4 separate regions of the Mus musculus genome follow, and all the other regions are linked to region 1. Evidence: chromatin contacts called from public promoter capture Hi-C data. All regions are on one chromosome and are shown on one strand. Each heading gives the region's core, a stretch centred on a gene start, on an enhancer-like site or on the middle of the called end of the contact. The rest is flanking DNA. Distances are from core to core; before and after follow the strand shown. Region 1 holds the start of Gpr26 (G protein-coupled receptor 26). Region 2 holds the start of Lhpp (phospholysine phosphohistidine inorganic pyrophosphate phosphatase). Region 3 holds the start of Fam24a (family with sequence similarity 24, member A). Region 4 has its middle 13 kb from the start of Gm35249.

What was found. Promoter capture Hi-C pulls out the DNA fragments that hold promoters and counts their contacts.
Region 2: a promoter capture Hi-C map of embryonic stem cells shows a contact between it and region 1, with 3 times the contacts expected there. The contact joins the promoter of Lhpp here to the promoter of Gpr26 in region 1. A contact is called at or near these places in 2 of 39 promoter capture datasets (both in embryonic stem cells).
Region 3: a promoter capture Hi-C map of stem cell-derived epiblast-like cells shows a contact between it and region 1, with 3 times the contacts expected there. The contact joins the promoter of Fam24a here to the promoter of Gpr26 in region 1. A contact is called at or near these places in 1 of 39 promoter capture datasets (stem cell-derived epiblast-like cells) and 1 of 9 other capture datasets (adipose tissue).
Region 4: a contact with region 1 is called in a promoter capture Hi-C map of hippocampal neurons, with 2.9 times the contacts expected there. The contact joins the enhancer-like site here to the promoter of Gpr26 in region 1. A contact is called at or near these places in 18 of 39 promoter capture datasets (the 3T3-L1 cell line, 3T3-L1-derived adipocytes, the C10 cell line and 12 more), 5 of 484 Hi-C or Micro-C datasets (cerebral cortex, cortical neurons and embryonic stem cells), 4 of 115 datasets of contacts at active chromatin or transcription factors (embryonic basal ganglia, embryonic forebrain, embryonic stem cells and 1 more) and 2 of 9 other capture datasets (embryonic stem cells and liver).

Annotation. Positions count from the first base shown.
Region 1 is chr7:131,963,102-131,968,463 of GRCm38.p6, forward strand. Gpr26 (G protein-coupled receptor 26) reads left to right here and starts at 3,359. Exons shown (of 3, transcript NM_173410.3): 1 at 3,359-4,494. The coding sequence starts at 3,827. It overlaps Gm34725 (a long non-coding RNA gene), which reads right to left and starts at 636. Exons shown (of 3, transcript XR_378540.1): 1 at 90-636.
Region 2 is chr7:132,607,486-132,612,847 of GRCm38.p6, forward strand. Lhpp (phospholysine phosphohistidine inorganic pyrophosphate phosphatase) reads left to right here and starts at 3,158. Exons shown (of 7, transcript NM_029609.1): 1 at 3,158-3,345. The coding sequence starts at 3,221. It also overlaps the pseudogene Gm46021.
Region 3 is chr7:131,331,937-131,337,298 of GRCm38.p6, forward strand. It overlaps Fam24a (family with sequence similarity 24, member A), which reads left to right and starts at 2,686. Exons shown (of 3, transcript NM_183272.2): 1 at 2,686-2,713; 2 at 3,564-3,688; 3 at 4,563-4,780. The coding sequence starts at 3,573. The coding sequence ends at 4,743.
Region 4 is chr7:132,548,538-132,553,899 of GRCm38.p6, forward strand. No RefSeq gene overlaps it. Among named protein-coding and RNA genes, the nearest start is that of Gm35249, 13 kb to the left of the region's middle. Within about 2 kb of position 2,939, at least 239 of the 459 cell types and tissues checked have an H3K27ac peak or open chromatin away from gene starts, as enhancers often do. A contact at or near this core is called in the HPC-7 cell line, cerebral cortex, cortical neurons and 7 more, where this site is marked.

The DNA of each region.
Region 1 (5,362 bases), core at 2,109-4,608:
TCCATGCATTACATTACTAGATGTGGCTCTCTAACCAATTCAACTTGATCACCTACTGTGGCTGAAAGTGACCTTGAGCAAACGTTTACCTGTTCTGGAAATATTCTTTCACGTGCCAGAATATGTACGCCGGGGAGTTCCTGCAAGGATTGACAAAGCATTCCTCTGCCCTGTGTAGTCCTGTTGTTGAGCTTCCCTAGGGAGCACAGTTACAGCATTTTATGAGTCATGTTAATACTGCCATCAACATTCCATCACCACTGACTTCCCTCTGGCTTGAAAGAGCACTCTCTGAAGAGCCACCATGTGGTTCTCTGGAAGGCATACTCAGGACCTTGCAGCCCCTGGCTGAGTGGGCTGGATTCTCAGATTCTCTTCTGGAGGATCATCATAGACTAGTATCAGGTCCCAGACAGAGCTATGGTTGTGACCTCATTATGAGTGTGTAAGGCTATGTTAGACCCGAACTCTGAAGCCTGACCTGGCTAAGGCCAACAAGGCTGGGGACCTGGTTGCCATGGAGATCAGCCCTCCTACAATCCCACTGGGAGCAGAAAATTTTGTTTAAATAAGCAGGAGAAAATGAGCCTTGGTTCCTCAGCAAACTGAGTTATAATATTCTGAATTTCTATTCTGGCATTTTAACCTTTCAATGTTGCCCTTAGGAATTCAGAGAACAAATGATCTTCAATATGCTGAGTGTGTGAGGTGAGGTGGCTGGGGGGAGGGAGGGAGGGAGGGAGGGAGATACACACACACACACACACACACACAGAGAGAGAGAGAAAGAGAGAGAGAGAACACACACACACACACACAGAGAGAGAGAGAGAGAGAGAGAGAGAGAGAGAGAGAACTGAAATACTGATTTCTTACTGTTGGCCCAGTTACCTGGTTATCAACATCATTTGATGCAGAGAAGTCGAGGTTCTTTTAAGTTATAGAACAAAGGCATCTCATTGAAAGGGTGACTGAGGAGCTCTGAAGCTCACAGTAAAAGCCAGCCTGTGGAGCTGGGTATGCTGGCTTCATCCCTCGCCAGTTGTGTCACTTAACGTCTCTGTCTGTTCTCTGCTGTCTTTATCTCCGAAATACCAGCTGTAGTTAACTCTTTCTCTTGTCATTTTTGCAAGAATTAAATCAGATGTGATGTTTGGACAGGTTTTGGCAACTTGTATGCCATGAATTAATGCATTGTAGCCTGTGCTTCCTACAAACACTGGTGGTCCTTTTGTGAGGCCAGAGCATTAGGCCACTGATGGTGGATGTGTCCAGGGCATGGTTAGCATCATCTGTCTAGCCTGACCACTTCTGAGCATCATTTGTAGAGCTAGTAAATGAGGCAAACCTGACTTAGAAACCCCAGGAATCTGAATTTAAACAGCACAGGAAGTCATTCTATAGAACATTATAATGTAAGAATCAAGGATCCACTGGTGTGTCCCAAAACATACTGGTTTACTCCAGAAGCAATCCCTAAACATCCATCTCATCCCAGGGGAGAGGCTTATCAAGACAGTCTGTGGAAGCAGGGAGACACATGGGTGAACAGCCCACATTGTTGTTGTCATCAACCAAGCAAGAGATGAAGATGCACAGCCAACCTGAGTTCTGTAGGCCCCATGAGGAGACCAAGGGCTGAGAAGGATGACAGCATTCTGCTTGCTTTTCTCTTCCCTGAGAGGCAAAACCACTTCCACACAGTATCAACGCAGCTCTAAAAAACAGATAAGGAAGCCAAGACTCGGGGAAGATGGGTGTTTGGCTCAGGGTCTTGTGAGGTCAGTGAGTGATGTGCTGGTAACTGCTTAACCACGGGCTCAGATTGCGGGTGGGGCGGGCTGAGCTGTGACATTTGTTTGTTTCTGTGGTATAAATGCCCTTAGAGTGTCAGGTTTCTATTACCAATGTGCTGCCTCTTAAGGGGGGTTGCAGAAGGGTTCCCAGGCACCCTTGGAAGCTGGTAAGAAGTGGTCCTGTCCTGGGCACTCTTGGGTATATTCATTATAGTGGTGCTTAGCATCTGTCAAGGTGTAGAAGAGAAAGGCCATTGTTCTCTCTGACTTGCAGGTGCTTTAGATTAACCCCCTCCATCCTTGAATCTATGTGAGGGAAGATAATTAGTGTGATGGGGGAGACACAACAGCTCCCTTAGGGAAACTGTCTATATTTGGTTTCTTTCAGACTGAGGTCTGGCTATGTACAGTCATCACTGGCCATCTCACCAGGCTCTGAAATACAGTGTAGGTGGTCACTGGAGGAGGTAGCATCCCATAGAAAGGCAAGAGACTGAGGAAGCTCTGAAAGTTGTCACCTGTCTGTCCACCAAGCACCTTTGAAACTACGGAGTCTGGACTAGGGATAGAAGAGACACAGTTCCCACATGTTTACCTGAGGGGAGGCTGAGACCCTTTATGTCCCAAACTCTGATGATCTGGATCAAACAGAGACATCCGCTATCCTCCCATTCTCTGAACAGTTCATCCACATGCCTAATAAGCTTATACTCGCTGGCTCGCCACACCCAGAATGGACAGGACAGCAGCTGGCCCAGGACACAATGAGTGTCCAGAACCAGCTACACCAGGACTACTTCTGATGACCATGGACAGAGTGTGTTCTTGACTGATGGCATGCCCAAGGGATGTCCCGGTGAGCCTCAAGTGACCTTGCACCATATCTGAGAGTGTAGCTGAATGACTAGAGAGTGAAGAGACGAAGCTCTGGAGACTCAGTGTCCAGCAGTACAGCAACTGCCTGCAGATAGATGAGGGGAGATCTCAGGAGATCTCTGGCCATAATGCAAGACAGAACTGTGAATTCTATCCCAGCTCAGCAGAAGCCTAGCCAAGCTCCCCAGTTCATCTTAGATAACAGCAGCAATCCTAGATGCTGGGCAGCTATGGGGCAGGTGGACTGGGTCAAGGTCTGGTCACCTAGGCAGGGACAAGCAGCACTGGGACATGAGGGTGCCCAGACATTCTTCCCTTTTCCTAGATTTCTTGACTCAGCCTGTCTCCAGCTCATATAGGGGAGGATAGAAAGGAAGGGGAGGAGGGGAGCCACTGGGAGCCAGCCATTCTGCAAGGGAGCCGGTAGGGCTCCTTCCCTCCAAGTGTGTGTGTGTGTGTATGTGTGTGTGTGTGTGTGTGTGTGTGAGAGAGAGAGAGAGAGAGAGAGAGAGAGAGAGAGAGAGAATCGGTGGGATTTCCTTCTCAGAAGCAGCCAGTTTCCTAAGAGAAAAAAGAGAGAAAGGAGAAAGAAAGGGAGGAGAAAATTGGAGGTGGGAGAGACAGAAGGGGGAGGGGGCAGAAAGTGAGAGCACACAGGAGACTGAGCACAGAGGCAGAGAGAGGGAGACAGAGAGAAAGCCACAAAGCAGAAGGGTGTGCGGAGCAGAGCCAGAGCTGAGAGGGACCCAGTAAGGGCGGGTGCAGGCAGACGCAAAGCCAGTGACCACAGGAGACTGCGACCCCGGATTCCAGGGCACTTCAGGAGGTCAGAGGAGCACAGGCCAAGAGGTGGTGCGGGACTGGGAGTGAACACTCGCCTAGGTGATCGCCGGTGAGGTGACCCCAGACTCCGAGTGGTTCCGTGCCCAGGTGCTCGCCTGGGAGGTGGCGCGGGGCTCCGGGAGGCTGCGTGCCTAGGTGCTGGCCCAGGGGGTGGCGCGGGCTTCTGGGTTGGTGGATGCCCTCTGGGTAGCCATGGCGACAAGGGCCAGGGGTCGCTGGGCTGCCGTGTCGCCTAGGGGCTGAGTCGACAGCAGGCTGCGCCATGGCGGCGCGGGGTTGCGGGCCCTGAGCGCCAGCGGCGGGCGCGCACCATGAACTCGTGGGACGCGGGCCTGGCGGGGCTGCTGGTGGGCACTATCGGCGTGTCGCTGCTGTCCAACGGGCTGGTGCTGCTCTGCCTCCTGCACAGCGCTGACATCCGCCGCCAGGCGCCGGCGCTCTTCACTCTCAACCTCACGTGTGGCAACCTGCTGTGTACCGTGGTCAACATGCCACTAACACTGGCCGGCGTCGTGGCACAACGGCAGCCGGCCGGGGACCGCCTGTGCCGCCTGGCCGCCTTCCTCGACACCTTTCTGGCCGCCAACTCCATGCTCAGCATGGCCGCGCTCAGCATCGACCGCTGGGTGGCTGTGGTCTTTCCGCTGAGCTACCGTGCCAAGATGCGCCTCCGAGATGCCGCCTTCATGGTGGCCTACACGTGGCTGCACGCGCTCACCTTCCCGGCCACCGCGCTCGCCCTGTCCTGGCTCGGCTTCCACCAGCTATATGCCTCGTGCACACTGTGCAGCCGGCGGCCGGACGAGCGCCTGCGCTTTGCTGTCTTCACCAGCGCCTTCCATGCGCTCAGCTTCCTGCTCTCCTTCATCGTGCTCTGCTTCACGTACCTCAAGGTGCTCAAGGTGGCCCGCTTCCACTGCAAGCGCATCGACGTGATCACCATGCAGACGCTTGTGCTGTTGGTGGACATACACCCCAGGTGAGTGCCCTGACCCAAGACTCTGAGCACTTGGTATTGAGTTAGGAAGGTCCCAGCATCCCGGGAGATCCCCTTTCTGCATCAATGGCATTAAGCACGGGTGGAATAGCAGATCCTGTTTAAACGGGTGCCTAGAGCTTCACTTTCTGAAACATGGGACTGAAACCCCAGCCAGAACATCTTGTTACCCTTATACTCTGGGCAGTGAACTCTGTTCACTTTTCGAAGCTTGAAAGTGGTTTGGATCTGAGAGGGGTATCTAGAGGATTGGAAAACCCTTAAGAACTCTTCAAATGGTGGGTGTTATTCCTCTGGGTCTTTGCAGTCCTGGGTGTGGTGCCACCTGGATCTCCTCGCATGAGTCCTCATTAAACAGAATCCATAGCACCTTCTCCCAGTGATGAGCTCTGAGGGCCCCAGTTCTTCTTGCCTTCCTAGAAGGTTCAGTCCATCGTTTTCTAGACTTGGAACCTCAAGGTCCCTTAAAGAATTTGTATCTCAGGTTTCTGAAACCAAGCCTGCCCACCACTTCCATTCTGTTGACTTGCTATTTCTTTGGAGAAGAAGGAGGGAGGCAAATGGAAAGATGGACTGGGAACCTCCGTGGTCCTTAGTGTTCCTTAGGGAGAAGAGGAGGAAACTGTCAATCGGGCTGTTCTGAGCTCACCTCATCTTTCCTCTTGAGACTAGGACATCAAGAGGGAGGGTGCTTCTGTGGCCTCTGCCAGTTTATATACATTAAAAGCAGACTCCCTCTCTGCTGCCTGGGACTTAGGAGTCCACTTGACACAGAAGATACAGCACACAGGGAGCAATAGTGATGGACAGTTAGGCTTCAATGTGTGAGCAGAGCCCCAGGATGTGGGGA
Region 2 (5,362 bases), core at 1,908-4,407, 640 kb after region 1:
CCCCACACTTGGGTTGAAATGAAAGCACATTCTTATAATATTTGTTTTTTTTTTAAAGAAACCAAAATTCAATATGAACTTGTGTTGTTGCTCTATCCTCTTACTTTCTGATCTGATAATGTTCCTGCAAACATGGTGAGTGTTCCTAAGACCCACTGGACATTCTTCAAGAAATGTGGGAAGTACCAACCCCACAGGGTGACACAGTAAAAGAAGGGCAAGGATTTCTCATATGCATTATGACAGGAAACAGAGCTGCTGTGATGGGCAGATTAAGTCTATTTTCCACCAAAAGGCTAAAACTACAAAGAAGAGTGGGCTGAGACTTGAGTGTGGTGGAGCCCAACTGAAGATCTAAGAGGATGCTGGCTAGAAGGAGATGCAAACATTTTGAACTGAGAGGAGATAAGAAGAGAAAGGGCCAAGTGATCCAGTTCTAAGATGATTTTGTTATGAAGACAATTAAATCTTGAACTGAAAGAAATAAAGAAAGGAAGGAAGGGAGGGAGGGAGGGAGGGAGGGAGGGAGGGTTGGAGGGAGGGAGAGAGAGAGAGAGAGAGAGAGAGAGAGAGAGAGAGAGAGAAGCTAAAATTCCAGAATTCTCACTACACTAATGTGTTTGCAGGTTCTGGATATCAGGCCTTTCTGCATGTTTTTATGTCTACCTAGAGAGTGACAGTGAGTTGTCCAGGTTCCAGACAGAGCTTGTTGAGAGGACAAAAATCACACAAATGTACTCATCACTGGCATAGGTACCTACCCTTTATCCACCAGGGCATAAAGTCTAAAGTCAGACATTCTTTCAAGTTCCACTTCAGACTGCCTGTCTGCGTATGAGCCACCGAGGCCACCCACAGCCCAGTGTCCCTCCTCTTGGCTGTATCTCTGTCACTCATTGTCACTTGGCATACATTAGCTCAACTGTGTTATATGTTGTCTTATCCTCAGACCATCTTGAGAGCTGAAGGCAAAGATCACATCTTGGGCCAATTTGTACCACACGCGCCCACTGCAAGGGGCAGAGACTTCTGCCAAATTCTTCAGTCTGACCCAGCTCCAACCTAGAAGTCTGGAAAGACCCAGATTCCCATGAAGATTAAACTGGGTGCTGTCCAGTTAGATGCTGAAGGTGAAGTGGCAGACACAGGAAGGCAGTGTTGAAATAATTTGTTTCTTGTGCTTCATTGGAGGCAGAGGCTGTTCTAATGGGATACTAGCATCTTACCAACAGGCAGTGGAAGAGAACTGCCAAAGGAGCAGAGCATCTCTAATGGGAGGTCCAGAAACCTTGGCAATAAAAAATTTTCACTTCCCCAGGAAGCATGCTGGGCTTCCCAGAAGGAGCCATTGACAATGGGCCTTTAGCCAATGATGGCTGTGACTTAGGGAGGTAAAGTCTGGAGCTGAGTCAGCTCCTGGGATACCCAGCTGGAGGAGATAACAAGGCCAGAACTGAGCTGGTTGACAAAATTCCTCAAGGTTTCAGCAATTATAATGAAACTAACTTAGCAACCAATCAAAATTGTACTAATGTCACTGTTTTGCCCCTACCAATCATATTGGAGATTACCTAATCTTTCTGGAAAATTCCCTTAGACCTGCATAAAAGGGGTCTGCAAACCATTTTGACGAACGGTTGGCCCCTGCATGCTGGTAATTTCCGCAGAATAAACCTTCTGCCTTTGCATTACTATTTGAGTCTGGGGTTTTCCTTCAGTGATTATTGGATTTATAGACACATAACTCCTGGTTATGCAGGACTCCAGCCTGATTCTCCAGCCTTCACTTCCTAACCCCCAAATCTGTAAGCTCTTTCTTGCCCGATGTAAGCAAACTTTCTCAAGTTAGAGCAGCTTCTTCAGTCTCTCTGTATAATATTGATCTCTAGCACAGTAAACCCACTCAGGGTAGACATTATACCTTTTATTTCTCTTGCGAGCAGCTCCTCTGGTAAGCTCATCAAAAGAATAATGCACACTTTGTTGAAATGCGTTAAAGTTCTAACATTCTGGGTGCTGGAGAGGTGGCTCAGTGGTTAAGAGCACTGGATGGTCTTTCAGATGGACCAGAGTTCAGTCCCAGCACCCACATCATTAATCATCAGGGTCTATATATAATTCTTGTTTCAGGGATCAACACCCTCTTCTGGCCTCCCGAGACACATAAAATTTGGTGTTTTTTTCTACTCATATTACCATGCTCTTTATTTTTGCAAGGCTGTTGTCTGCATATAACTTTTGAATTTGTGTTTTTCATATAATGTTAGAACAGAAGAGTTTTCCAAGGTAGTTAGCGGGAGTCTCTCTCTCTCTCTCCTTCTCCCTTTCTGTCCCTCTCCCCCCTGTCTTCCCCCTCCCTCCCCCTTCTCTCTCCAATCCCCTTCCCCTCTTTTTGTTTTGTTTTGTTTTTTTGTTTTTTTTGAGACAGGATTTCTCTGTGTAGTCCATGCTGTCCTGGAACTCGCAACAGGCTGACCTCAAACTCTGAGAGCTTCAGCTGCTTCTGCCACCTCCCCTGGCTGATCTTTCTTTCAGCACATTTCTTTCAGCATCTCTGATATGCAACCTGTATCCTCTACATTAATTTTCTTCAGCTTGTCTTGGCATTATCATTTATTTACACCGCAGTCATTCTGTTTGCACACGTTCCTTTAGTGTGTTTCCAAGGAATTGGATGGTGCCATCTAACCGCCTGCAAGATCTCTCCCTCTCTCTTCCATTTTTGAGACAGAACCTCACTACTGAGGCTAGGATGTCTCCAACACTTAAAATTTCATTTATTTAATTAGTATACGTGTGTGTGCATGCACTCGTGGGGAGATCTGGGGACAATGTCAGGAATAGGTTTTCTCCTGCTATTGTATGGGTCCTGGGAATAGAATTAAAGTTAAGTTTTGTGCCAAACACCTTTACCCCCTTGTGGCATCTTGGCTTCACACTCTCAGCCCTGCTGGGGATTACAGGTGAGAGCCATCCCTCCTGGACTGTTTCACTTTTCATTTCAAGTTGTCATGTCCTGACTCTTAGGGGTTTGAACTCCTTCCGCAGGATGCGTTCACTGCTTTTCCTGATAGTCAAGCGTCAGGCTGGTCCACGTGGTTCCCAGTTTGCTCCCGGCCCGCCCGCCGCGGATTACATTTCCCAGGCAACCCCGCGCGGGAGGCGTGGCTGCGGGATAAAAGCAGCGGCGACGCCGAGTTCGGATTTATAGCTGGACACGATGGCCGCATGGGCTGAGCGGCTGACGGGCGTGCGGGGAGTGCTGCTTGACATCTCCGGGGTGCTATGTGATAGCAGCGCAAGCGGTGCAACCGCTATCGCAGGCTCTGTGGAGGCAGTGGCGAGGTTAGTGAGCTCAATGCAGGGGGTTCCCGGCTGTGTCAACTACCGGGGGCGGGGCGTTCGCGCTAGCTCCGCCTTCTCGAGTGCTAGCTCCACCCCTCAGGCTGGCTAGGAACCTTGTCGGGGGAAGGTTGGGTTGGTCCTAGGCATTTATGGGTTGAAGCTGTGTTTTGGAAGCAGTTGGTTAACTTGCAAGTAAAATACAGATTCAAAAAGTGTAGACTATCTCATTAATATTGCAACCTGTTAGGCCGGGGAGATGGCTCCATGGGTAAAGACACTCATTGCCAGTTGTGTGTGACACCTGAGTTCAATTCTTGGGACCCACATGGTAGAATAAGAACGGTGGCTACCGTAAGTTGCCTCTCTCTGCCCTCCATGCATGTCCTCCATCTTAAAAGTAAATAAATGGAAAAGTTACTTTAAAATATTTCTTGATGTTGCTTACACGTTTAAGTGACTATTTTTAATATACTAGGCTAAGTAAACTATTCAAATGATCCACCTGTTTCTCTTAGAAAACTTTAAATCATATACATGGCTAGCCATCTAATTCTCTTGTATTGGTTTTGATTTGAGGAGGACAAGGGGTCTGGCTCATTACACCTTGCCAATGCAGAATGCTGTCAGAGACCACAATTGGCATTAAACCTGGGCTATTTGTCTTTGGTCCGCAGATAGCTTTGTGTAATGTGGATGAGCAGTTGGAGGCTGCTCATTGTTTAGCATTATTCTCTCAATATCACTCTCTGGGGTACCCTGACCTAACTAGCACTATTTACTTATTTGCAGTTAAGTAAGTCCTTTGATCCCGAGAGGCCCTCCCCTACTTATCTGTTTGTGTGTGTGTGTGTGTGCGTGTGTGTGCGTGCGCGCGCGCGTATGGTTGTGGAGAGAGAGAACACTTGAGCAAGAGGGGTGGCACTGATGGTGTAACAAGGACACAGACTATGTTTTGTAGCACAGTGAAAGGGACTGGTATGGGACAGCTAGTCCTAGGAAACACCTAGACCTTCTGGGTGGGTGAAAGTCCAGTTTACATGTCTTTCTGGCTTCTACATTGTCTCCACTAACTCCAGAACTTAAGGCTGGCTTTGTTTCACTGAGCCTTGGATATGAGCAGTTAATTCTGTGGAGGCCCCTCTTAGAGTGTAGCGGGACAGACACTGGACGATGTAAGCAGCCAGGACGTTATGAGGATCTCATTGGAAGGAAGGTAGACCATAGTTTGTGCTCAAATGAATAAACTGAGTCACTCACCATAGATGAGTATACGTGAAGATAGTGCCAAAGCATATAAGCCCCGGGATAGTGCCACCTGTAGGAAGTGACTTCCCACTTTAATTAACAGCTGAAGAGAGTCCACCCACAGACAGGCCCAGATGCTTGTCTTCTGGATGATGCTAGCTCTCATCGAGCTGCCAATTGAGATTACCGGTGTCATACATGTGTATCTACACACACGCACACACACACACACACACACACACATATGAACATGGATACATGTACAAATATGTATAATGAAAATGAGGTTTCTTTTGGCATCTTGCCAAGAAAGCTTTCACATCTATGGCCCAGAATATATAAATCAAAAAAGTCAGCCATTGAGTGAGAATGTGGACAGAAGACAGAAGACTCACCAGGAAAGAGACACTGGTGACCCCCTCAGCGCAGGAAAGATGCTCCACCCGTTGCATTAGAAATGCAAATTCAAACTATACCAATAGGTTCTTTTTTTTTTTTTTTTTTTTTTTGATAAAACTGGGAACAAGTTCACTTTTTTTCTTTCTTTTTTTTTTTTTTTTTTTTTGAGACTTCGTAGAACCAAGTGCTGCTACCTTATGTGAGAAGACAAAATTGGCACTGCAGTAGTGGGTACAATTCTGGGTATTTGTTCTGACTTGTTTACTAGAAATAACTGAGCCGGACAGTGGTGGCGGACACCTTTAATCCTAGCACACAAGAGGCAGAGGCAGGAGGATCTCTGTGAGTTCAAGTCCAGCCTGGTTTACAAAAT
Region 3 (5,362 bases), core at 1,436-3,935, 630 kb before region 1:
GAGAGCATATATGAATTAGCAGGGTTATAAGGAGGAATAGCTGGGAGAAGGGGAGCCCATGACTGGGGGAGTTGAGGGTAGGGGAGGAGGTGAGAAGAGCTAGGATGCTAGCATGAACTTCGAAATGTATAACAGGTACTTGTGACAATGAGGGATCCCTGAGACCAGCGTGTGCTGTGGTGTGCTAATAGGCTGCACACATTGTCACTTGTCTGTCTGTCTGCCTTTTGAAATTTGGGGGGAAGGAGTTCCCTTTGAACCTGAGACCTTGGTTCCTAAATGATATGGATCTTGGATAGCTCTGACATAGTCCTAGGAGTCCAAAGACCATGCACATGTATAAAGCTGTGTGCCTAAGGAGGATTATAAACACACCTAGAAAGTATGAACTAGCTAAAGTACTCCATCTGGAGGATGCTGGAGGCTCTTCCCAGTGAAGTGGGGGCTGAGATTTGGTTCTCAGCTGTTTGGCTCGTTGCTGCAGACATGGTCCAGGGGCACCCTGAGCCCCTCAGCAAAGACTGGGAGATTTTGTTGTTCTTGTTCCAGAAATTTAAAGAAATCTTTGTCTACTAACCACCTCTAGGCAAATCAGTGTCCACATACGACAAAGGACACAGAGAGTCAGCTGGGGAAAGTCACTAAAGATACCACATAACTCCAACAGGCACAAGAGTCCTGGGGAGACAGAAGACCCTGATCTTCAAAGACCCCACGTTGTACCATTTAAAATATCTGCTTCTCAGGCTGGGAGATGGTGTACATGCTTTCAGTCCCAGTACTGGGGAGGCAGAGGCAGTGTGAGGCCAGCCTCAAACTGCTCTACAGAGTGAGTTCCAGAGTAAATTCCAGGATAGCCAGGGTTACACTAAGAAGTCTTGTCTTGATTAAAAAAATAAAAACAAAAAAAAAACAAAATAAAAAGTAAACAAACAAATAATCTAGTTTTCAAAAATGACTATAAATCATTGAGAAGTAAGGTCTACAAAAAAAAAATAGAACAATCAATCAAAATGCTATTTGAAAAGGCCACGTAAGATTTTGACTGTATTTTGACAAAGATTTAATTTGGCTATTTTAAAATTATGTTCAAAGAAAGCCATGTCTAAAAAATTAAGAGAAAATGTGTTACTATAAAGAATATTTATTTAAAAAAAGGAAACTATAATGAAGAGTCAGGAAAAATTATAGAGTTGGAAACTATAATAAATAACATTAAGCATAATTTAACAGTGAATGTGAGCAGGCAGAAGAAAGAATCCATGAACTGGAAGATGATGGGCTATCTGCGGGTATGAACTGGAAGATGGGCTATCTGTGGGTATGAACTGGAAGATGGGCTATCTGTGGGTATGAACTGGAAGATGGGCTATCTGTGGGTATCCAGAGGAAAGAAAGAAATCAATCCAGGGCTTTCCGTTTGTTCCAATTGTGTGAAGAGCTTGCGTCATTCCCATGCTCACAACAAGAAGCTGAACGAACAGAAAATCAGCAATTCTATAGAAGAATGCTATAGAACTAAAGTCAGGACAGACAGCCACCCCCTAACCCACGCAGACAGATGAACAGCAAGCCAGTTTACCAGCAGCAGAAACCCTCCCAAGAGGCAGCAACAGTAAGAGTCCCAGATAGTCATTATCATATTTCCTGGGGCTAGGGGAAAAGTTTTGAACTCTTGGATATCCAGTCTGAAAGTGGGAAAGATGTATACTCCCTGCTATTGTATGTTAGAGGTTATTGTTTAGAGTTTACAATTACAAGACTGCCTTGAGTCTCAGATATGGTTTTAGATTATTTTAGGTTATATGCATAACTTTAAAATTATACACAGAGAGAAAAACACATACATACACACACAGAGAGAGAGAGAGAGAGGGAGAGAGAGAGAGAGAGAATTCTCTTAACCACATATATCTTTTCCTTCCAGCTGAGATGTGTAATTGGGTGTCAATGTCTAGGTGACAAGTGTAACATCAGACTCAAAACTTGGCTCAGGTAACGTGAACCCTCTGAAAAAGGAACTTTCTCATCAGAGAAATAATCTGTTCCTGAGAAGAAATCTGCATCTGAACAAAGCCTCAGAGGTAAGTATCCTAGTAGGGGGTATGGGACTTTCTCTGAGGTCACCTTCGATTAAAATTAGTAAGTAAAAAGTAAGTAAAGAAAGAAATTAATAAATGGAGCTTAAAAAAATAAGACAAGAAAAAAAAATCATACAATACAAATTTGCCTAAAATAGGTTTCCTCTCTGACTTTGTAGCTGTTCAACCATGAAGGGTGAGCCTCTACCGGTGTCACTGAATGTGTGCTTGAATCTTAATAGTCAACAGCTTCATGTTGTTTCACTGTTCAGTTGAAACACTGCCAATCACGAATGGCTTTAAATGTAAGGATGTTTAAAAACCTTGATCCGCCACTGCCTTTTTAAATAATCGAAAGGCAACTAGCTTTTGATTAGCAGACTCTCAAACGGTAGACTTTAAATGATCCCAAATAGTATTTATAGTTCTTGGAACAAGAAATGTGCTTAGACATGGAATTTGGAATTCTGAGGTGGGGCTGTGGGTTGATGTCACACAGGCTGGTTCGGGGCTGTGACATTCTGGCAGCCCTGGCAGCCCTCAGACCTCCAACAGAGAGGTACATCAGCCTGCATCTTAAGTGACCTAACAGGTATGTCAGCTTAGATCCTGTATCTTAAGTGACCTAACAGGTATGTCAGCTTAGATCCTTCTTTCTCAAGTCACAGGTTTGAGAAACTCAAAGTTTCTGAAACACCCTATTCCAAAACCGGCTTTTTTGTTGTTTTATTTTGAGGTGGTGTGTGTGTGTGTGTGTGTGTGTGTGTGTGTGTGTGTGTGTGTGTGTGTTTAAATAATTATCCTTAATGCTGGACAGATGACTTTGATAAGTATGTTTGTAGTCAGATTGTTTCCTGTCCTTTCTGGGCTTGCTGGTCCCCAGCTTCAGATGTTAGACTAAGAGAAAGATGATGCTGTGGGAGGATTAATAGGGAGAAACTCAGCCTGCTAGAAGACAGGCTGCACCCTAAGAGACTCCTGAGAAAGCTGGGTCGTGGTTTGTGCTAGCCTTTGCCAAGGGGTTTGGCTGGAAGCATTCAGAATCTTTTAAATCCTGACACAGGATTTGTCTGTCTGTTTTCTGGGTTCCCCTCACCCCTCATTAAAAGCACTACTTTCAGAATAGATTTGTACATTCTAAGCAGTTTTGCTCAATAACATTTTGAAGACCATAACGGTCGAACCCAATGTACTTGAGTCACTGTATGCACACTTCAGAAGGCTTGTGTGGGGGTGAGGGCTGGGGCTGGGGGTCCCAGTGCAGGCTTGGTTGTTCTACAAGGGCCTCTCGCTGCCTAATAAATAGATTTTACATTCAAGTCCCTTCTTAACCACAAGTAAACCCTCTTACTCACTTGAGGTCAGCGTGGGCCCGCCTGCAGGGTTCCGTAAGTCATCTTCACTGAAGAAAGTTGGGGAGGGAGGTGGCTAGGTGGCTCTTTGGGACTGAAGCCACTCCAGCTGTCTGGACTTCTTTGGCAGGTGTGAAAGATGTTCGACTTGAGGACGAAGGTTATGATCGGCATCGCTAGCACTCTGCTGATTGCTGCAATCATGCTGATAACGCTTGTGTTCTGTCTTTACCAGAAAATATCCAAGGCCCTGAAGTGAGTCTTGGGAGTCAGAGGGGACAACACTGGGGCCCTCTGCTGGAACAGGGTCACTTCTTATTGCATTGGCCACTTGTCGGGGGAATTCAAGAGCCACTGTCAGGTTTGAGAGTGAAGGCAGGTGGGCACACAAGTTTGAGGGTTCTCCTCCTAGCTTGGGGCTGTGAGCTCCTAAGTTGACTGCTCTCAACCTGGACAGCATGGGTGCCAGCATCACTTGGCTGTCATTTAGACACGGAGTGAACCTTCAGCTACTTCTCAGGGCCCTGGCTGGGCATCCTTTCTACCTCAGCACTGTGGACTGGAGAAGCCAGAGGATGCCCTGGGGATGAGCTGTCTCCTATTCACACAGAGCTTGGCCATAGTGAGCTCTTCTCCACTCACTGGGGAGCTCTCATGTTCCCACAGTGCCAGTGACTTTGGGGAAAGTGACGTGGGGCAAGAGAATAAAGTCCATGGAGGACAGCTGACAGGGATGTAGGTCAGACAAGCGATGGTTTGAAGTTTGGGAGAGAAGTTTTAAGTATGAGAAAAACTGGCTGTCATGATGTCCCTTAAGAGGGACTTAGATTGTAGGGGCCAGAGCTGAGCCCAGCCAACTGCTGTGCCTTCTCTATCATCCCCACACCTCCTGGGCCTGCAGGAGCCCCTGGGGCACAGTTCACTCTCTTTACTTGTGATGGAATCTGGGTTTCACATGCATAGCAATTGTAGGAGAAGAAAAGATGGGAAAGGAGCAGAGAGCTTTAACCCAGGGCTGGTGTCACATGTATGATGGGCTCCAACCCTGGCCTTTCTCACAAAGCCCTCATAATTGTAAGAAGCTCACTGAGAAGGGAAATTCTAAGCTTGTTTTGTGTCTTTTCTTAAGACTCGCAAAGGAGCCTGAATGCTGTATTGATCCATGCAAGGACCCCAATGAGAAGATCATCCGGGCCAAGCCCATTATTGCTGAGACTTGTCGTAACCTCCCGTGTTGTGACGACTGTAGCATCTATAAGGATGTTGGCTCCCTGCCACCTTGCTATTGTGTCACAAATGAGGGACTCTGACATGGCAATGGTGGACACAAAAATCTTCACAAACAGTATTTCCTTCTTAGTAGAATGTTTTATTTTTCAAGTCAATTTCTGTAATGTTTATACTCTTATTTACTATCTAATATGGTATTTATGTACTTTATATAAGCACATAATAATCAAATTACTCCTGTAACTTTAATTGGTGATGGTAATGGTTATGAATGTCCTTTATTCTAAATTTTTTACTCATTCTGAGATTTGAGGCAACTAGCCTGTAATGCTATGTTGCAATGTAAGCAAAGAGGGCATATAGGCAGTTTTAAGGATGGGATATCATTTTGCTAAATTTCTAAAATAATTTAAAAAGTTTTTTAAGGTTAGGTTTAAGACTGAAACTTCCTGTGCCCAAAGAGAAAGCGCATGCCTCTAAGTGAGATGACGTTTTCCATGCTAAGTTCTGCCTGGATTTGTTCCACGCTGCTCCTGTTTTCTTCCTCCCTTTTTCTTTTTCTTTTCTTTTTACTGTACTGTACTTAAAGCTTTACTTTAACTGAAGACGGATTTTTTTTTTTTCATACAATCCATTCCAATTTTAGTTCCATTTCCTCCAACTCCTCACGGATCCTCCCCACCTCCCCACCCACCCAAG
Region 4 (5,362 bases), core at 1,689-4,188, 590 kb after region 1:
GTGCATATTGCCTATGTAAAATATTTTCCTTTTTTTCTTCTCTTTTCTTCCTGGTTCATGAAGAGGTAACAAGTCCAAGCCTCTAACATGGCCAGCGAGAGGTTCTTGAGCCAGAGAGAAGGGAGCCCTAACAATTAAGCTTTTTTTTTCTTTTTTCTTTTTGTTTGTTTTAGGCCAATGTCATTAATACCATTGTAGCACTTGCAAACAAAATATTGCCACACAATTTCTTTAAATGGACTAAATTTTTAAAATACATATCATCGCAAAATTCACGTTATGTAAAGAATGTGAGCATAGTTCACCAATTACTGTACACATTATAAAAAACTGACTAACGAACTAAAGTCTCTTCTAAGTCTCATGCAGTCTCTTAACTGTAGCCACCTGTAAAGTCAAAATGAAGAAGCAGCTCACATACTTCCAACATACAATGGCCCAGTATATACACTACCATTCCAAACTGGAGGAAGGGAGCTTAGTGCTAAAAAACGGACCAAAGCCAAGCAGAGCAAACTCCAAACCCTGCATGCTCACGCCCGATGTCACGGTGCTCCTCACAGCTCCGAGTCCTCTCAGTTTTCTTCACTGAAGCGTGCTTCTCTCTCTCAGGCTGGTTCCACACCTGTTTTGCAGCTTTCCTTGGCAGCTTTTTTTCCCTCAACTTTGACATCTCCAACATCTTGGGCTCTCCCAAACAATCCAGGCTTTTCCGAAAGTCCTCTATACCCTCCTTCCACCCTGCTCCCCTACCCACCCACTCCCACTTCTTGGCCTTGATGTTCCACCCCATAATCAGCCACCAAACCCAGACACTATTGCGTAAACCAGCAAGATTTTGCTGAAAGGACCCTGATATAGCTGTCTCTTGTGAGGCTATGCCAGTGCCTGCAAACAAAGAAGTGGATGCTCACAGTCATCTATTGGATGGAACACAGGGCCCCCGATGGAGGAGCTAGAGAAAGTACCCAAGGAGCTGAAGGGGTCTGCAACCCTAAAGGTGGAACAACAATACGAACTAACCAGTACCCCCCAGAGCTCATGTCTCTAGCTGCATATGTAGCAGAAGATGGCCTAGTCGGCCATCATTGGGAAGAGAGGCCCCTTGATCTGGCAAGCTTTTTTTTTCCTAATCCCCTGATGCTAACGGAAGGAGTTTATTACCAGAAGCCATTGGGTTTTGGCCTTTGAATTGCAAAGAGTTGTAGACAGAAGATTGGCAAAGATAAATAAACTTTGGCCTCACTGCTGACTCCATACCCCATCACTGCCTTTCCTTGGGACCCTTTCATGCTGGGCTAGACTCCAGCAAGGCAGGAAGTAGAAGGTGGAACATCTGGGAGGAGGAAGAATTCTGGGATAGAACCAGGCATGGATGATCTGCCCGGAAAGATGTGAGAAGATGAATGCATGGTACCTAAACAATGAAACCAGACTCATGGCAGAATGTACATTAAAATAAATGGATTATCTTAAGTATAATTCTAGTCAGAGAAGAGCCTAGCTTTATGGCCAAGGTATTTGTAAATATATTTTGAGTCTGTGTTGTATTTCCGGGAGCATGGGGCTGGGGAGGGCAACGAGAACTGGACCTAACTTCTACACCTACCCCCATCTCTTAGATACCCACTGAGGCTAAGTTTCCTCCAGAGAGGAAGGCAGAACCTCTCTCCACCTGGAATAGTACCATCACTATGCCAAAAGAACAGTCTCTTGAAGTGAGCTGGGACTCAAACAAGTGAGAGTAAGGGACCATGTCCCCGCCCCACCACACAGCCACACACAGAACCACACAGGGCCACTCGGGCTGGAGACAGGAGTCCTGGGTCACAAGCCTGGGACATAAGAGCTGAATTCCACAGCACAGATGCTGTCAGAGTACCCGCTCCATGGAGGTCAGGCCTCGGCTCCTCTGGTCAGAGCTGACTGCCTTTCACAGCCTGGCTCCTCCTCCAGACTGGCTTTGGGGGCTGCTGCAGAAATGATGTGATCTGATCCTCTTTGAGAGGTAACATACTCTGCCACTCAACCCTCATCAGAAGGAGACCAGGGGGCAGGAGCAGCAGCCCCGAGCAGGACACCTGGGATTAGAACCCAGGCCTCCAGCAGGTTCAACTGAAGCCACGCTCCTCGATGTGTCCTCCGTTCCCTGGAGGAGCCTGCTGCCCCATTTTTTTAAAGGAAGAGATTAAGGCTCCAGAGTTTGCCTGGCATGTCCAAAGCTGATGACCAGTCTCCTCCTGCCTCAGAAGCAACCCTCTCCCATCTCGCTCCTGCCAGGAAGGGAAAGAGCCCCTCCTCAGAACTCCCGCCAGGACTCTTCTCCACGTGCAGGAGTCCATGAGAACTTGAGGAGTGTCCCCTAATGAGAAGTAAAGTCCCTGACACTGACATCAAGGACACAAAAGACTCTGAACAAGCAGACCTCATAAGGCCCCCAGTTTATCAACATTAGATCACATACTTCTATCCAGTCACAGTCTGTTTTGTTCTCACAGGATAAAACCACAGCTTAAAAAAAAAAAAAAAAAAACAAATGCAGAGGTTTACCATTTCTTCCATTCTTCATTTCCTTTAAAGGCTCCTAGGCGTCATAAAATTTCTATTAGATAAATGTGTATGCTTTTCTCTTTGTTAATCATTTTGTTGCAGAGGCCTCAGCCATGACCACAGGGTGGATGAGAAAAGGTATTTCTTTTCTCCTTCAGCGCTCACACACCCAGGGCCTCCCAGTCCTGGCTGTCTAGGTCATCACCATGTAATGGTAGATAGACAGCTGTCGACTGAGCCACATACAGAGGGAGGCCACAGTGAGGTGGCAGAGACAAAGTGCAAGAAAACCAAGTGCAACCAAAGAGCACCTTCCTACCACTCACACCATTAGCCCTAGCCTTCATTTTCCACGCTGCAAGCCCTTTCCATAGGCTTAGGGCGCCCTCTATTCCCTCCTAGAGAATGCACAGGTGATAGTCGCCCCCAGGGAAGTGGCCCGGGCTAGGTTACCAGGTCTTCTGAACGGGGCAAGAGGATGGGCACCGATAAGGTGCACTGGGCGACAAGTGGGTGAACATGATTCACACCCCTTAACCAGTCAAAAGACCGGGGACCCAGAGCACATAAGGGAGAACCCAGACCTGAACAGTCACGGCGCCGCAGAGGGAATTGTTTCTGCATTTTTTTCAACTGTTTTCAAAGTGTGCGTTCAGTCTGCACACTAACAACCAAGTTTTATGAAAGTACAGAAGTCTGCAGCCAAGAAGATTTGCAACCAAGGAACAGCAAAGGACAGCGAGCCCTGGAAGAAAACAGTTTAACACCACCCCTGAAACACCACCCCATCCCCTGCACCCATTGGCTCCTGGTCTCAGTGCTGATTCCCTGGCCTGCGCGCACGCGCGTCGCGGCTGAAACCTGAGCAATGCTTTGCCGGCAGTGCCCCCTGCTGTCCAAATACGTCTTCGGCCTCCTCTACCAGTGCTTAGCTCTAAGTCTGACTCAAGACATCCCTAACTACTCTACAGAACTCGAAGGTCCCTCTCCGCAGAAACGGACCATTTTTCCCCCCGGGAAAACTGACTTCAAAGGAGACTAAGTCATCAAGGGAATCTAAAAACCCAAGATGGGAAGTGGAAATGTCACTGAAGATGGTGGGTGTTTTCTGGCAGGTTCCTCCAAGAAACCTACCAGGGTCTCAGTCTGGCTCCTTTGTGGGTTCATAAGGTGTGTAGGGACCAGCTGGCCGTGGTTCCCATTAACTAAGAGCTCAGACTCATAGGGCATCCGACTCCACTTTAAAAAACAGTGGGCAGCGTGAGCGAAGGAAAGTGGGCCTAATTCGCCTGCTTTCATAAAGAATAGACAAGAGTGAGCTGGCCTGAGGTCAGCCTAGCTCAAAACAAAACTGAAGCTGGCCTCGATATTCATAGTCATCAAGGCACCCGGGCAGGCTCCTTACCACAGCTGTGTGCCCTCATGCTCACAAGTTCTGTCTGGGCCTGTACACTCCAAAAGAACAAACCTGGGGCACACAGACAGGGCTGCCACAGTGTTCTCTAGGAAAAACTTGGGAGTTTATGCACTGTGTGCATACACATCTTGAAGTCAGTTCCATTGTGTTACTATAAAATACAAGGCTTAGAACCCAGGAACCATAAATTAGTAGTTAAGGCAAACCAGATTAGGGGCTGTTATATTAGTAACCCCTCACCTACCACCTGCTAGCCTGGGGGGATCCTACCGTGATCAGCAGGTTTCCAAGTGTGATGTCGCCAGTTTATATGACGAGCTGTCATCTAGGACAAGCTGTCATCTAGGACAAACTGTCAGTGCTTAGGCTGAACCACTTTAACCCAAGTTCTGCTCTTAGGGTTCAGATAATGACACTGTAAAACTACAGCGTTTAGGGCATGCTACTCTGCAAAAAACCTGGGTTCAGTTCCCAGCACACACAGAGGGCAACTCACAATCTCCTGTTACTCCAGGAAGACCCAACACCCTCTATTTGCCTCCTGAAGTACCGACACGCATGTGGTGCATAAACATACGCTCAGGCATACGCACATATACATATAAAATAAAAATAACTTTTCTTAGGATAAGCATGGCTGGTGTCCACCCAAGCACAGGGAGGGTGAAAACCCCTTACCTGCATTAAGAGCAGACCATAAAAAGGTGTCCACATCCCCATGAGAGGAGTCTCAGAGCTCCTCTCATGAAAGACACCAGAAGAGCATGACACAGCTACATGGACTTCCATTGCAGGCTCTCTATCTGTCATGGTCTGGAAACTCCTGCATGCAACTGTGCACACACATGTGCATACAGAGGCATGTGTGCGTGCACGCACACATACACACACACACACACACACACACACACACTTGTGATCTCTTTTATACACCTGCTCTCTTAATCTTGCTTGGTTTCTTCTGGGAAACCCTTTTCCCCTTATGTTGCCCTCCACCTAAGGTCTTATCCTTACCCACCCTGATGCAACTTATAAAGACCAGATGTTTCATGAACATTTAAAAGGAACAGGTTGAGCCAGGTGTGGTGGCGCACGCCTTTAATCCCAGCACTTGAGAGGCAGAGGCAGGTGGATTTCTGAGTTCGAGGCCAGCCTGGTCTACATAGTGAGTTCCAGGACAGCCAGGACTACACAGAGAAACCCTGTCTCGAAAAAAACAAAAAAAAAAAAAAAAAGAAAAAAAAAAGAAAAGAAAAGAAAAGAAAAGAAAAGAAAAAAGAAAAAAAGGAACAGGTTGATGCAAAGGGGTGAGCATCCTTTGCAAGTTAATAAAAATAAAGGTTGAGGTAGGAAGCTAATAAAGCTCTGAAGCAAGCTACTCTACACTCATGGAAC